Linked DNA regions of Mus musculus: regions 1 and 2 are each linked to region 3. Evidence: chromatin contacts called from public HiChIP or PLAC-seq data. All regions are on one chromosome and are shown on one strand. Each heading gives the region's core, a stretch centred on a gene start, on an enhancer-like site or on the middle of the called end of the contact. The rest is flanking DNA. Distances are from core to core; before and after follow the strand shown. Region 1 has its middle 110 kb from the start of Atp6ap2. Region 2 has its middle 68 kb from the start of Gm14635. Region 3 has its middle 59 kb from the start of Gm46687.

Evidence for each region. HiChIP or PLAC-seq counts read pairs in DNA pulled down with a chosen protein or histone mark.
Region 1: a contact with region 3 is called in an H3K27ac HiChIP or PLAC-seq map of DN3 thymocytes, with 5 times the contacts expected there. The contact joins two enhancer-like sites. A contact is called at or near these places in 2 of 115 datasets of contacts at active chromatin or transcription factors (DN3 thymocytes and embryonic stem cells).
Region 2: an H3K27ac HiChIP or PLAC-seq map of DN3 thymocytes shows a contact between it and region 3, with 4 times the contacts expected there. The contact joins two enhancer-like sites. A contact is called at or near these places in 3 of 484 Hi-C or Micro-C datasets (cerebral cortex and cortical neurons) and 1 of 115 datasets of contacts at active chromatin or transcription factors (DN3 thymocytes).

The regions. Positions count from the first base shown.
Region 1 is chrX:12,477,844-12,482,120 of GRCm38.p6, forward strand. No RefSeq gene overlaps it. Among named protein-coding and RNA genes, the nearest start is that of Atp6ap2, 110 kb to the right of the region's middle. Within about 2 kb of position 1,453, at least 14 of the 459 cell types and tissues checked have an H3K27ac peak or open chromatin away from gene starts, as enhancers often do. A contact at or near this core is called in DN3 thymocytes, where this site is marked.
Region 2 is chrX:12,420,399-12,424,839 of GRCm38.p6, forward strand. No RefSeq gene overlaps it. Among named protein-coding and RNA genes, the nearest start is that of Gm14635, 68 kb to the left of the region's middle. Within about 2 kb of position 2,798, at least 3 of the 459 cell types and tissues checked have an H3K27ac peak or open chromatin away from gene starts, as enhancers often do. A contact at or near this core is called in DN3 thymocytes, where this site is marked.
Region 3 is chrX:12,149,750-12,153,710 of GRCm38.p6, forward strand. It overlaps a transcript of Bcor not described here. Among named protein-coding and RNA genes, the nearest start is that of Gm46687, 59 kb to the left of the region's middle. Within about 2 kb of position 2,077, at least 84 of the 459 cell types and tissues checked have an H3K27ac peak or open chromatin away from gene starts, as enhancers often do. A contact at or near this core is called in DN3 thymocytes, where this site is marked.

The DNA.
Region 1 (4,277 bases), core at 203-2,702, 330 kb after region 3:
AATAATCCGTGGTGGCAGAAACTGGGAAAAAATGATGGCTTACTGACTGATTTTTTCACCACCTACTGTCTGGGCCTCCTAGTCTTGAAGGTGCAACAGAGCAGGTTCCTTTTGAGGAAGAAGACTCGTTTCCCCACCTTCTACCAGCTTCTCCTCATTTTTCTGACCATCTCTAGCATCCACAGGCTTGTAGATACATCTCCTTTCTCTCATCTTCATGCTCTATCTCTCACACAAGTCTGTCTATGTAGACAAATACAAGAATGTTGTAAATATTTAACATTAATGGGGGGGGGGGTTCTACCCCGCCTTTGATCATTCAGTTCCCAGATAAAAGACAAAAACTTTTAAAAAATGATTATTAGATATTTTCTTTATATACATTTCAAATGCTATCCTGAAAGTTCCCTATACCCTCCCCCTGCCTTGCTCCCGTACCCACCCACTCCCACTTCTTGGCCCTGGCAATTTCCCTGTGCATATAAAGTTTGCAATACCAAGGGGCCTCTCTTCCCAATGATGACTAGGCCATCTTCTGCTACATATGCAGCTAGAGACACGAGCTCTGGGGAATACTGGTTAGTTTATATTGTTGTTCCTCCTATAGGATTGCAGATCCCTTCAGCTCCTTGGATACTTTCTCTAGCTTCTCCATTGGGGGCCCTGTGATCCATCCAATAGCTGACTGTGAGCATCCACTTCTGTATTTGCCAGGCACTGGCATAGCCTCATATGAGACAGCTATACCAGGGTCCCTTTAGCAAAATCTTGCTGGCATATGCAATAGTGTCTGGGGCAAAAACTTTTATATTTATAATAATCCTTAATCAGCACCAGAGCTGAGCAGATATCTACTCTCTATGATATTATGTCTACTTCCCTGCCAATAACCCCATGATATGACTTGCCATGTTGTGGTGGTTTGAATATGCTTGGCCCAAGGAATGGCACTATTACGGCACATATTCTTCCTGGGCTGCCCTCATAGCCAGTTCTCATGATCCCTTACCCCATTGCATCTTCTCCTCTCTCCGCCTTCTCCCTCTTCACCTTTGTGGTCCTGCCTCAAACCCCAAGCCTGGGAACTGGAATTCTACCTACCTCTCTTCTGCCCAGCTATAGGCTGTAGATATCTTTATTCAACCAATAGTTTTAAATTTAGAAACAAGGTTACATAGCATTACTTGGTGTACATAAAAATTCCCTCATCCCTGAGGCAACTAAATCTTATAGGCCAGTATTTAGCATTACAATACACAGCAAAAGAGCAAACCTCAACACAAGGACCCCGGCTATATTGGCCCCTAGTAGTCGTATGTTAGCTTGATGATTTCCATAAAGATCCTATCTTCAGATAAAGTCACTTTTCTATATACTAAGAGTTTAGAGTTGGACACAGATTTGGGGGCAGAGGGGACAAGGAAAAGCACTCTACCTTTTACACTCTGCTCACCCACTGTATCTGAACACACCTGCTGGAGTGAGCAGTCGCTTGTCAAGAAGACTGCCTGTTTCTATGCAGGAAGTGGAGTTGCAGGTGGCCGGGAGAAGATTAAAGCCCATCTGCCCCGACCCTCCACTTCCAAGAATGAGAAAGGAGAAGCTACAGAAGCGCAGGTGCAGGAGCCATTCTGAGGCCACCCAGGGCCCCCAGCTTTTGCGGTGCCAATTTCATAGCACATGGCAAAAGGCAGAGGCTGTAAGCTGGGGCCTTCATGACCGTAGGCAGAATAGACTTAAGATGATAAACAAGCTTCTTTTCAATTACTTCCATCATACGGGAATTTGCATTTTGTTTTCTTGGTTTTGGCATGGTCTCCCTATATAGCTTTGACTGGTCAGGTATTCACTATGTAGACCAGGCTAGCCTTTCAGTAATTCTCTTGACTCAGTCATCCAATTGCTGGCATTACAGGTGTGCACATGCTGGACTAAAGATACAGTATTTTTTTTCCAGTGCAAAGAAGGCAGAAGGGGTCACAGTGAAACACACATTTCCTCCACACTATGCCAAAGTCCTGTTAGCCTATGTCCCTCAGATTTTCCCAAACATATTGATCATATCTACATACTGTTTTGCTTTGTGGTGCTGAAAATACAACCAGGGTTGGGCCACACATACGTGCTGTGTGTGTGTGTGTGAGAGAGAGAGAGAGAGAGAGAGAGAGAGAGCTCATGGGAACTCCATTTGTGCTAGGCATCCATCTTGGTACCAAATAACCATTTATCTGTGATTTGGGTCCCTGAGAGATTAAGTTCCCAGCAACCCTGAGCCCACCCACCCCTGAAATGTGCATCTGTCGTCATCTGCTCTGTGATGATGACTAACTGCTGTTTGGTTGGTTGGGTTGGGTTGGTTTCCTTTTTAGTTTGTGTAGCTTGCTAAGGCAGATATTCAAGGACTTCTTGTGAGTTTGGCCTTTAAAATTCCTTTCTTCACCCACCTCTTGGTGGAACATATCTGATAGAGCTGTAGCCCTGCTAGCAGTTCTAACAAATTTGGCTAATTACAGTCTGAATTGAGTCTGGGGGGGGGGGTCTTTCCTTCGTGGTCTGAAATTCCACAACATATGTATCTGTATGTGGAAGCTAGAGGTCAGTACTGGATGTCTTCTTCTGGTCCTGTCGGCCTTATAGTCTGCTATTCCTTTTAGTATTATTGTGGGTATCAGTGCTCATGAGAGGGGTGGGAGGTACATGTGTGCCACAGCATGAGTGTGGATGTCAAAGGACAAGTTTGTGGCGTCTGTTCTCTCCTTCCAGAGAGCAAACTCAGGTCACCAGGCCTGTGTTGAATACTTTGACTATTCTTGGCTGTCAGCCTGACTACATCTAGAATTAACTAAAACCCAAGTGGCTGGGCACACCTGTGAGGGATTTTTTTTTCCTTAATTAAATCATTTGAAGTGGGTAGACCTACTTTTTAATTTTCCCTTTTATTAAAAATAGATTTTTTTTCCTCACACAATATATCCTGATTGCAGTTCTCCTCCGAGTTTCTCCCCACACGTCCCCCTCCCATCCAGATCCACCCCCTTTCTCTCTCATTAGAAAAGTAACAGGCAGGCTGGAGAGATGACTCAGCGGTTAAGAGCACTGACTGCTCTTCTAAAGGTCCTGAGTTCAAATCCCATCAACCACATGGTGGCTCACAACCATCTGTAATGAGATCTGACGTCCTCTTCTGGAGTGTCTGAAGACAGCTACATTGTACTTACATATAATAAATAAATCTTTGGGCTGGAGTGAGCAGGACTGGAATGAGCAGAGGTTCTGAGCTCAATTCCCAGCAACCATATGATGGCTCATAACCATCTGTACAGCTACAGTGTACTCATATACATAAAATAAATTAATAGATCTTTTAAAAAAAAGAAAAAAACTAACAGGATTCTAAGGAATAATAATAAAAAGATATAATAAGTGGATGCTCACAGTCAGCTATTGGATGGATCACAGGGCCCCTAATGGAGGAGCTAGAGAAAGTATCCAAGGAGCTAAAGAGATCTGCAACCCTGTAGGTACAACAACATTATGAACTAACCAGTACCCCGGAGCTCTTGACTCTAGCTGCATATGTATCTAAAGATGGCCTAGTCGGCCATCACTGGAAAGAGAGGCCCACTGAACACGCAAACTTTATATGCCGCAGTACAGGGGAATGCCAGGGCCAAAAAGGGGGAGTGGGTGGGTAGGGGAGTGGGGGGGAGGGTATGGGGGACTTTTGGGAGAGCATTGGAAATGTAATTGAGGAAAATACGTAATAAAAAATATTAAAATATATATATATAATAAGAGATATCAAAAACTAACATCAGAATAGGACAACACAAGCAAAAGAAAAAGAGCCCAAGAAAAGTCACAAGAAGCAGAGATTCAATCTCACACTCAGAAATCCCATAAAAACATTAAACTAGAAGCCATAATATATACCCAAAGAACCTGTAGGGTAAAAAGAGAGAAAAATATATAAGTAAAAGGAAATTAAATAAAAACCAAAAATAAGATTAAGAACAAAAAACCTGACACAACATCGTGAGACAAGGAACTCCCAATGATGCCGTTGTAGGTTGTTTCCCCAGTGAGCCTCCCTTGGAGGAAACGAAATGTTTTGTTGAAAGTCATTATCAAGTGGAGATAGCTTCTGCGCAAGGAATGGGGCATGTGCCTATTTGTACTTTCAGCTCTAGGACACCGTGTGGTGCAGACCCAGGCCCTGTGCATGCTGCCTCAGTCTCTGTGAGTTCGTATATCCATCAGCCCTGTGTGAGTTTGTA
Region 2 (4,441 bases), core at 1,548-4,047, 270 kb after region 3:
TTGAGATACTAAAAGGGACATTGTCACTTACTGTAACTTTATAATGCAGCTTCTATTATTACAAGGGGTAGTTGTATCACGCTAGGCATAATTATGACCTGGTTATTGTTTTTGTTTGTAAATTAACCATGACATAAGGTGATATGATCATGTGTCAAGTTGACAAGGGAGACTTGTGATGGCTATTTTTGGGTGTTAACTTGACTACATCTGGAATTAACTAAAACCAAAGTGGCTAGGTACACCTGTGAGGGATTTCCCCCTCAATTAAATCATTTGAAGTAGGAAGACCCACTTTTAATCTGGATCTTTTGAGGTGAGATTCACCTTTAATCTGGACCACACCTTCAGTTTGCAGCCTATGTAACAGATACGGAAAAAGAAAGCTTGCATTTTGCCTGCTTGCTCTGGCTTTTGCTGGCAACTCCATTTCTTCACTGGCCTTAGAGCCTACTTCTTCAGGATTCTGGCATATACTGAAGACCAGCTGAGACACCCAGTCTCGTGGACTGAACAACTACTTGATTCTTCTAATAATCCCTTCCTTCTTTCCCTATCATCTTTGGTTGGCCCTGTTTCTGTAGAAGACCTCTACTAATGTAGATCTTGGTATCAAGAGATTCAGAACATGATTTTAAGGGGAGGTACTTGAATTGGTCCTGGAATTTCTGAAATCAGTGCTTTAATTAGACTTAAAGATGCTCATAGCTTCCTTTCCAGGAGTAAAGAGATCCCTGATAATCCATGGTGGCATCTGGCAGTAGAGTTTACCAAAACATCACTGTTGGATAGTCCCAATGAGGTATTGTGTCTGTGCTATTATTTTGAACAATTTTTCAAACTAATAAATATAATGAAACAAATTGTTTTCTCCTACTGTTGAACAGTGTGAGAAGGAGGCATGAGCTCATGAATCCAAATTCCCAGTTCAAGAGCTGCCCAAATGCTCCAAAAGTGTCTCTGTGTATTGGGGCAGAGACCCTTATCTCTTATAGCCATAGGGCTGAGACTGCAGAAAATACAATCAAGGCCTTTCTCCCTGGACTGGCCAAATTGCAGTGTATGCTCAATGCTCATCCCCGCAAAAGTGCAGAATGCTCAACATCTGCCCCCAACACACACCCCAAAGTGTTTACTTTTAAAATAAGGACCAAAATGGGGAAGGAATGGAATCCTGAAAACCATGGTATGGGATGATGTTATAAGTCTGAAGACATCCACTTCCCCCACCCAAATTCAGATAAGTCCTGTCTGCCAGTCGTAGAGGCATCCTGAGTGGAGTAACCCCACCCCCAAGAATTCTCATCTATCTCCCATGATGTGGCCCTAGTAGTTCGGGAGGAAGACACTAGTAGCTTGGCCCAGGGTCCAAGCTCCTCAGCTCCTCCACCCACACTGTCCTCTTAGGAATTACATTACTATATAGGCAGTATAAGGACTCAGGAGGCAGGAATCTAGTGATTTAGGCAGGATAACTTGGAATCACATCACCTGGGGCCAAATCATAACTTTTCAAAGAAGAACCTTGGATATCAGTTTCACTTTCTATGAAATGGTGTTGGTATTCGTCAAGGTTCTCTAGAGAAGCAAGCAATAGACTAGTATAGCTTTTTGGAATACACCAGGGTCCTTCCTCAAGGGATACAGGTATGAAAGAGGACTCATGGACCCAAATATCCGGGTTATTTCTGAATCCTGGAAGTCAACAGGACTATGGCACTTTAAATGGATAGTGGAGTCACTCCTAAGCGAACAGCTCCACTATTGTGTGATCTGAGTGTTGGCGGGTACTCTCAACTGCAGAAGAAAGATCATGGGTAGAGACATCTTACCACTGGAATCCAGGTCTTGTCCTTCATTGGAAGACTCAGGCAAGCTCCTAAAGTCTTGAGTTCTGTTTCTGTAGAAGGGACCCCACTTCTTAGGATTTCTGGGCTATTTAACTAGGTGACCCAGACATAGGGTTAATGTAAGGCACCACCGTGTGCAAAGTTTCCTTGTCATCCTTTCCCAGCTGGATGATAAGCCACGCCCTTCATTTCTTTCTTCTTTCCTTTGAGGAGCCCAAACTCGAAGGGGTATCAGCTTCTCCTCGCAATGCTTTGATTTGCCTTCTCTCTCCATGCTCTTCTTTGTTTCCTGGTTTCTTCTCCCAGTTCCTGTCCGGACTCAATTGGTGGTTGCTGAGAAAGGATCTTTCTGGATGCAGGTGCTCAGTTTTCTAAGGCTACATTTTCACCAGCTTTCCTTAGCTGAAGCAAAGGCCTCTCTCTTAGTTTTGCTTTGGCCACTGTAATCAAACACTCTGACCAAAAATAACTCAAAGACGAACCTTATTTTTACACTTTTCCACTTCAAGCTCACTAACCCATCATTGGGGGAAGTCGGAGCAGGAACTCAAGCAGGAGCGGAGGCAAAAACCACAGAGGAAGCTATGGCTCCTTGGCAGATCACTTTCATATACAGTTCAGGCTCACCTAGGATGGTACTACCCAGAGCGAGCTGGTAACTCTCCCCATATCTGGGAGATCATAACTGGATATCAAGAGCATGTCCATGGGGCTAGCTGAAAGAGACTATTCTTCAGTTGAGGTCCTCTCTTCGTGGGTGTGTCAATTTGACAACAAAGATTAGCCAGCCCTTTCATTTTTGATTGGATATCACGTGACTGTTCCAGAGGTACAAAACTCCTCAAGCACCTCCAGGGGTGTCTTCACTCACGTGCACACACACACACACTTAAAAATGATCAAAAGTAAACCTAACAGCCAAATCTAGAATGATCAAAAGACTTAGAGTCTTCGTCAAGAAGGATGCCAGGTGGCAAATCAACAGGAAAAGATGTTCAGCATCATGAGCCATTAGGGAAAAGAACATCAGCGCCATGAGGACTTACCACATACCTGTCACAGTGGCTAAAGCAAAATACATCAGTGTGGGCCACTGAGATGTCTCAGCAGGTAAAGGCTCTTGCTGCCAAACCTCATGACCTGAGTTTGATCCCTTGGAACCACATGCTAAAAGGAGAGAGCTAACGCCCCTCAATTGTCCTCTCACTACCAAACAGGTGCCATGATCCGTGCACTTTCCAATGCACAAACGAATGAACGAAGAAATGTGAATTTAAAATCATAAAAATGCCAGAGTAGCTAGAATACTACACGCACACACACACACACACACACACACACACACACACACACACGAAATTGTCAAAGAGCAGAATTTGTTAACTAAAAAAAAAAAAAAGCCACAGACCATATAAGTGTTGATGAGAAGATAAAACAGCTGAAACTTTCATGCATTGTGGGTAGAAATGTAAACACAGCACAACCACTCTGAACAGCCTGGAAGTTTCTTATAAAGTGACACACCCCACTTTCACATGACCTAGCCAGGTCTTACCCGTGGGAAAAAAATGTGGGATCTACCAAAATCTGCCTGCAGATGTGCACATCAACTTTCCCATACATGCCCCCAACTATCCTTCCATGACTGAAGGAGCCACCAGCCATGCAGCCCAGCTGGAGATCCTCACGCCTGAGGTGGATCTCAATGGCATCGAGGTCAGATGCCAGTTTGCAGTGGCCCACATGCTGCATGACCTCACTTACATGGCATTCTGGAAAAGTCATCACTAGAATGGCAGAGGGTGGATACGAGCTACTAGCTATCAAGGGGTAAGTGCTTGATTACAGAGGAATTTCCAGGATCGTGCAGCTAACCATTTCATGTCCTGATTGAACTAGTGAGTGCAAGAACCTACATGTATGTTCAAAGTTACAGGACTGGGCTCAAGAGATGGCTCAATGGATAAAGTGGAGGTTGTCCACTAACCTCTATATGCATCCTGTGGACCACTCCTTACACTCACACATATATCATGGTAATGTACTGTGCTCGTCATATAAACCATCGTGCACATAAACACCCAAACACACATGCACACAGGTGAGTGTGTCCACTAATAAACTAAAGAGCTAGTACAATCCGTTTATTAGTAAAAGACATTATTTCATTTTTCTTAAAAAGAAATTATAATAAGTATTACTATTATTTTCTCTCTCTCTCTCTCTCTCTCTCTCTCTCTCTCTGTGTGTGTGTGTGTGTGTGTGTGTGTGTGTGTGTGTGTGTGTGTGTGTGTGTGTGTGTACAAGTGCCATGGCCTGTGTGTGGAGATCAGAGGACAACTCTGAGGTATGGCTTCCCCTCTTCCACCTTTATGTGGGCTATAGAGATGGAACTTGGTTACCAGGTGTTCATGGCAAGTCCACAGAAACACCTTGCCTGGCTCCCACTCCTCTTTCTGTGTTGTTACTTTCATATGTATGGATATTTTGCCTCCATGTATATCTTTGCACCTGCATGCCTGGTGCCCAAGGAGATCAGAAGAGGGCACTGGAGTCCCTAAAACTGAACTTACAGGTGCTTGTGAGCCACC
Region 3 (3,961 bases), core at 827-3,326:
GCACCCATTACTAAACCACCAGTCCTATATGCAATCCTTTCTTCTAATTCAAACTCCAAGCCAGCAAGACTCAGACTCAGCCAAGGGCTACAATCCCTGCCCCTTCCCCAGGGCTGCATTCCAGACACCCAGTCCTCACTATCCTTACAGGACAAAGCCAGGGTAGATACTGAGAGTTTATTATGACCTTCCTAGAACTTCCTGTGCAATTTCTTCATCTGATATTTTCCTAACCTTGTGAACATAGACATTCTCATGCCCATTTTACAGATGAGGAAACCGAGGTCCCGGGAGATTAAACACTGTTTGGGGCAGAGCTCTTATGTCAAACCTAAATATATCTTGCTTTCCCACCACAGCTGTGATCGCCCAAACATTTGAATGGCTTACTTTGTGCCAGGTCTACAGACAAATAAAATAGTTGCTGCTCTTGCAAGTATTAAACTCTGTAGAGCTTAGCAGGGAGCAGTGGCATAGAGAGATAGTTCGAGTACCTCTGGAAATGTCCTGAACACCTCACCTTACATGGCCACTCACAGCCTCAGTGCTAGCTGCTGGCTGCCCTGTATGCCTCTCTTTCTATGGGGTCTGTACCCACACACCTAACAGCAGCCCTGGCCTCCTCACCCCCCCCCCCAACTGACCTGATTGGGTAACTTATTAGGCCTCCGAGGTCCGAGGTACAGGAGAAGAAAGCTTAGACTCTGGCAACCTCAGGCTGACTTGGTTGAGAAATGGGCTCAGGGGCCCCCCGGCACACATGCTGAGAGGCCCTTGCAAGGTTTTCATTGCTGCCTGTTAAAGGGCTTTGGGCTTCCTCTGATGAAAGGCGTTTAAGTGCATCTGGTTATGATTACAGGGGAGGAGAAAGCCAGGCGGTCTCTGGGGCTTTGGACCAGTCATCTGGCTCTGCCTTCCTCCTCCCAGCAGAGCTGGCTGCTGGTGAGGCCAGGAGGCCAGGTGTGGGGGCAGGCAGGAAGCAGAGGCAGTCAAGACCCTCCGACTCTCCAAGACGCCTGACCCAGGCCCTGGCTCTAGCAAGCGGCATTCCCAGAAACAGGCTGGTGACTCACAAATGCCAGGCTCTTCTGAGAAAGCCAAGCTGGGGTGGCGGGTGCCCACCTCTACCCAACAGCTCTTTCCTGATTTCTACCCGCTTCAATCCTGTCCCAAGAACCTGAGACCCCCTCTGCCCTGCTCCCTCTGAGTACAGCCTTTTGCCTCAAGAGTTTCTGAAAATGATTTAAAATGAAGGGGGCGAGGAGGAAGCATCCTAAAAACGCACTTTTGAAAAGAAAAAAAAAAAAAAAAACCTCACCTCAACCGGTTTTTTTTCTTTTCAGCTAGTCTGGTATAATTTTCCATAAAACAAAAGAATAAACATTACAAACGTTCGCTCACACTGTAATGAACAACCATTCTTAAAGAAGGGACGAGATTAATATGAAAAATAGGTTGTCCCAAGCCACCGTGTGTCCCGCACCTGTCTCTGTGTGTGCATAAAAAAAGCTCTTGGGGGATCGGATGGGTTAAACACCCTCTCAGTCCTAGAAACGAAAATGCATTTTCTTCTTCCCGCCCTGGTTTAATCCTGCTGCGTGTTATTATTGTCAAGTCTCTTCGCACCACCGTTTCTAAAAAGAAAACCCGTGGGTCTGCACGGCCCTCTGCCGCCTGCTCGGCTTTTATTGTGCACGCAGCAGGGTCTGCGTGGATCCAGCACGTCGTGACAGTCTTGCAGGCGCTCGCGGACACCCTCGGAATGGCATTTCGATCTGAGCTAGGAGCATTGTCTCAGAGGACACACACACACACACACACACACACACACACACAGGGGTTGCAGACCCCTTAGCCAGCCCTTCTCGTAACCCATAATTAGAGATGACCTTTGAGAAAGGCAATTAAAATATGGTAATGATCGATGCACTTGCTTGTTTCCAAAAAGGCAAATAAATAAAACAGGTGCTAGCTTTAGCCAGCTCCACCTGGCCGGGCCGGGGAGACTCCTGTGGCTCATGAATGAACTCTTTCTCCAGAGAAGCTTCAGCTACCTACGTGAGCGAGGGTTCCACCCCCTACTACTTTCTCTTCCCCTCCCCCACCCACGCTCGAGCAGCCGGGAGCTTGCTGACGGCAGCGGGGCTTTGTCATCGACACGCACACATCGACACGCACACGCACGCACCGGGCCACCGCGGGACTGCGGCGGCTGCCCTGTTGTGGCCTGGCTCACCGCGTTCTCCTCCCCGCCCCCTCTTTTAAAGAGCTGCTCGGGACCCTTTCTTTCCATCCTTTCCATGGGCCTTTGCGGCCAGTAATATGGGGGTGGGGGTTCCCTCCGGGTGCGGGATGGGCAGAGAGGACTCTGAACCCAAAAAGAGGTCAGGATACGCGGACCCCACGGCTTTGTTTTGCCCCTTGCTCCTGCCCTGAGGTCGGCAAAGCCCTCGCCAAGCTAAAGATCTACTGGCAAATAGGCAGGCGCATTGGAAAATACCAGCACTTCCCCAGGACCAAAGCGGACTGTGACCCCCTACACCCCTGAATTCACTCGGGGTTTGGTCTGGGTGGAGAGCATGTCCCCCCGCCCCCCGCAGGATCTCCCTTCCACAAGTGGCTATCCCAACCCAGACAAATTGCAGCGTCATTATGGTGGCTCCTGTTGCTTGAGGCCTCGGGGTTACTTGGGCTTCACACGCACCCCACTTCTACACTGAGGAGAGGGCCGGGGTGGGGGGGGGGGGAGAGGGGCAGGAACCCGGGATCCCTGGGGACTGCCTGGAGGAGAAACCGCATCGGGCCTTCTTCCCATTCCTCCCGGCTGCCTTCCGGGACCATGAGCACGGAGCCAGGGCGGCCTCTCGCCTTTCATTACCGGGCCTACGAAAGCAGCAGCCCAGGCAAATATGTAGCTATTAAAATTAATCGCCCTGCGTTGTCAGCTGAACATAATGCAAATTATTTATGGGCTGTCTGCGCAATATTTATCATCGTGCAGGCTCCAGGCGCTTAGTGCCTTCTGGCCTACCCCGCCCGCCCTGGCCCGCGGAGGCCGAAGATGAACGCAGGCTGCAGCGGCCCAAGGGAAGATCTGGGCACCCCAATAGTCTTCCCAGGACGAGGCTGTGTATCAGTCTGTCTTCCAGGCCCAGAGATTCACTTTAGTTTCTATCGTACATTGCTAATATTTTTGGAGGCCTACTACGTGCAAAATTGACAGGCCTGAGAAACTAAGGGTGTGTGTGTGTGTAACCATTTTAAACACACTTCTGAATCACAGGCAGGACGTGAGTTCGAGCGGCGATGCAAGCAGATCTTTGACTGCCTAAGAGAGTCTAATGAGACCTCAAATCAGTGCCCCATCTGGGAAACCCAGTTCTCCAAAACTGGATTTGCACTGGAAGAAACTATGGGCATTGGATGTGCCCAACAGATCCCGGCTCAATTGGAACAGGAATTCGGCATCCTCCGAGCCCTAGAACTTGTTTGGTGACCGCAGATAACAGATTAACTGCTAATAGTCGAAATCCGCCGAGCGTTTAGTTTATCACTGCTGGGGGCCCTAGGTATTCATTGCACTTTTTTTATATGTAAAAACAGCCTTGCTACCTCCCAAACGGCTTTTGTTTCTCTTTCAAATACAGTGCTCTCGAAAACAGCAGCAACACGCCACCCCGCCCCCTCTCCAACCTCGCCTTCTGGTTTAAAAAACACAAAACAAAACAAAAACCAGGAGGAAAAATAATCTATAAGACAATCCCCCCCTACTGGTCGGCGCTGGCCTAGGGGCTTTTTCCGCAGACCGAGTCGCCCAAGGCTGCCGAGGTAAACAAGCTTTCTGAACCTCGGTTAAATCACAAAGGGGAAGAGCCGAGGCTGCCAGGCACGGGGAAGCCTGAGGATCCAGCTTGGGCATCCAGGCGGGAAGGGCTTAGGGTTTAGGACAGTGAGCTGGAGG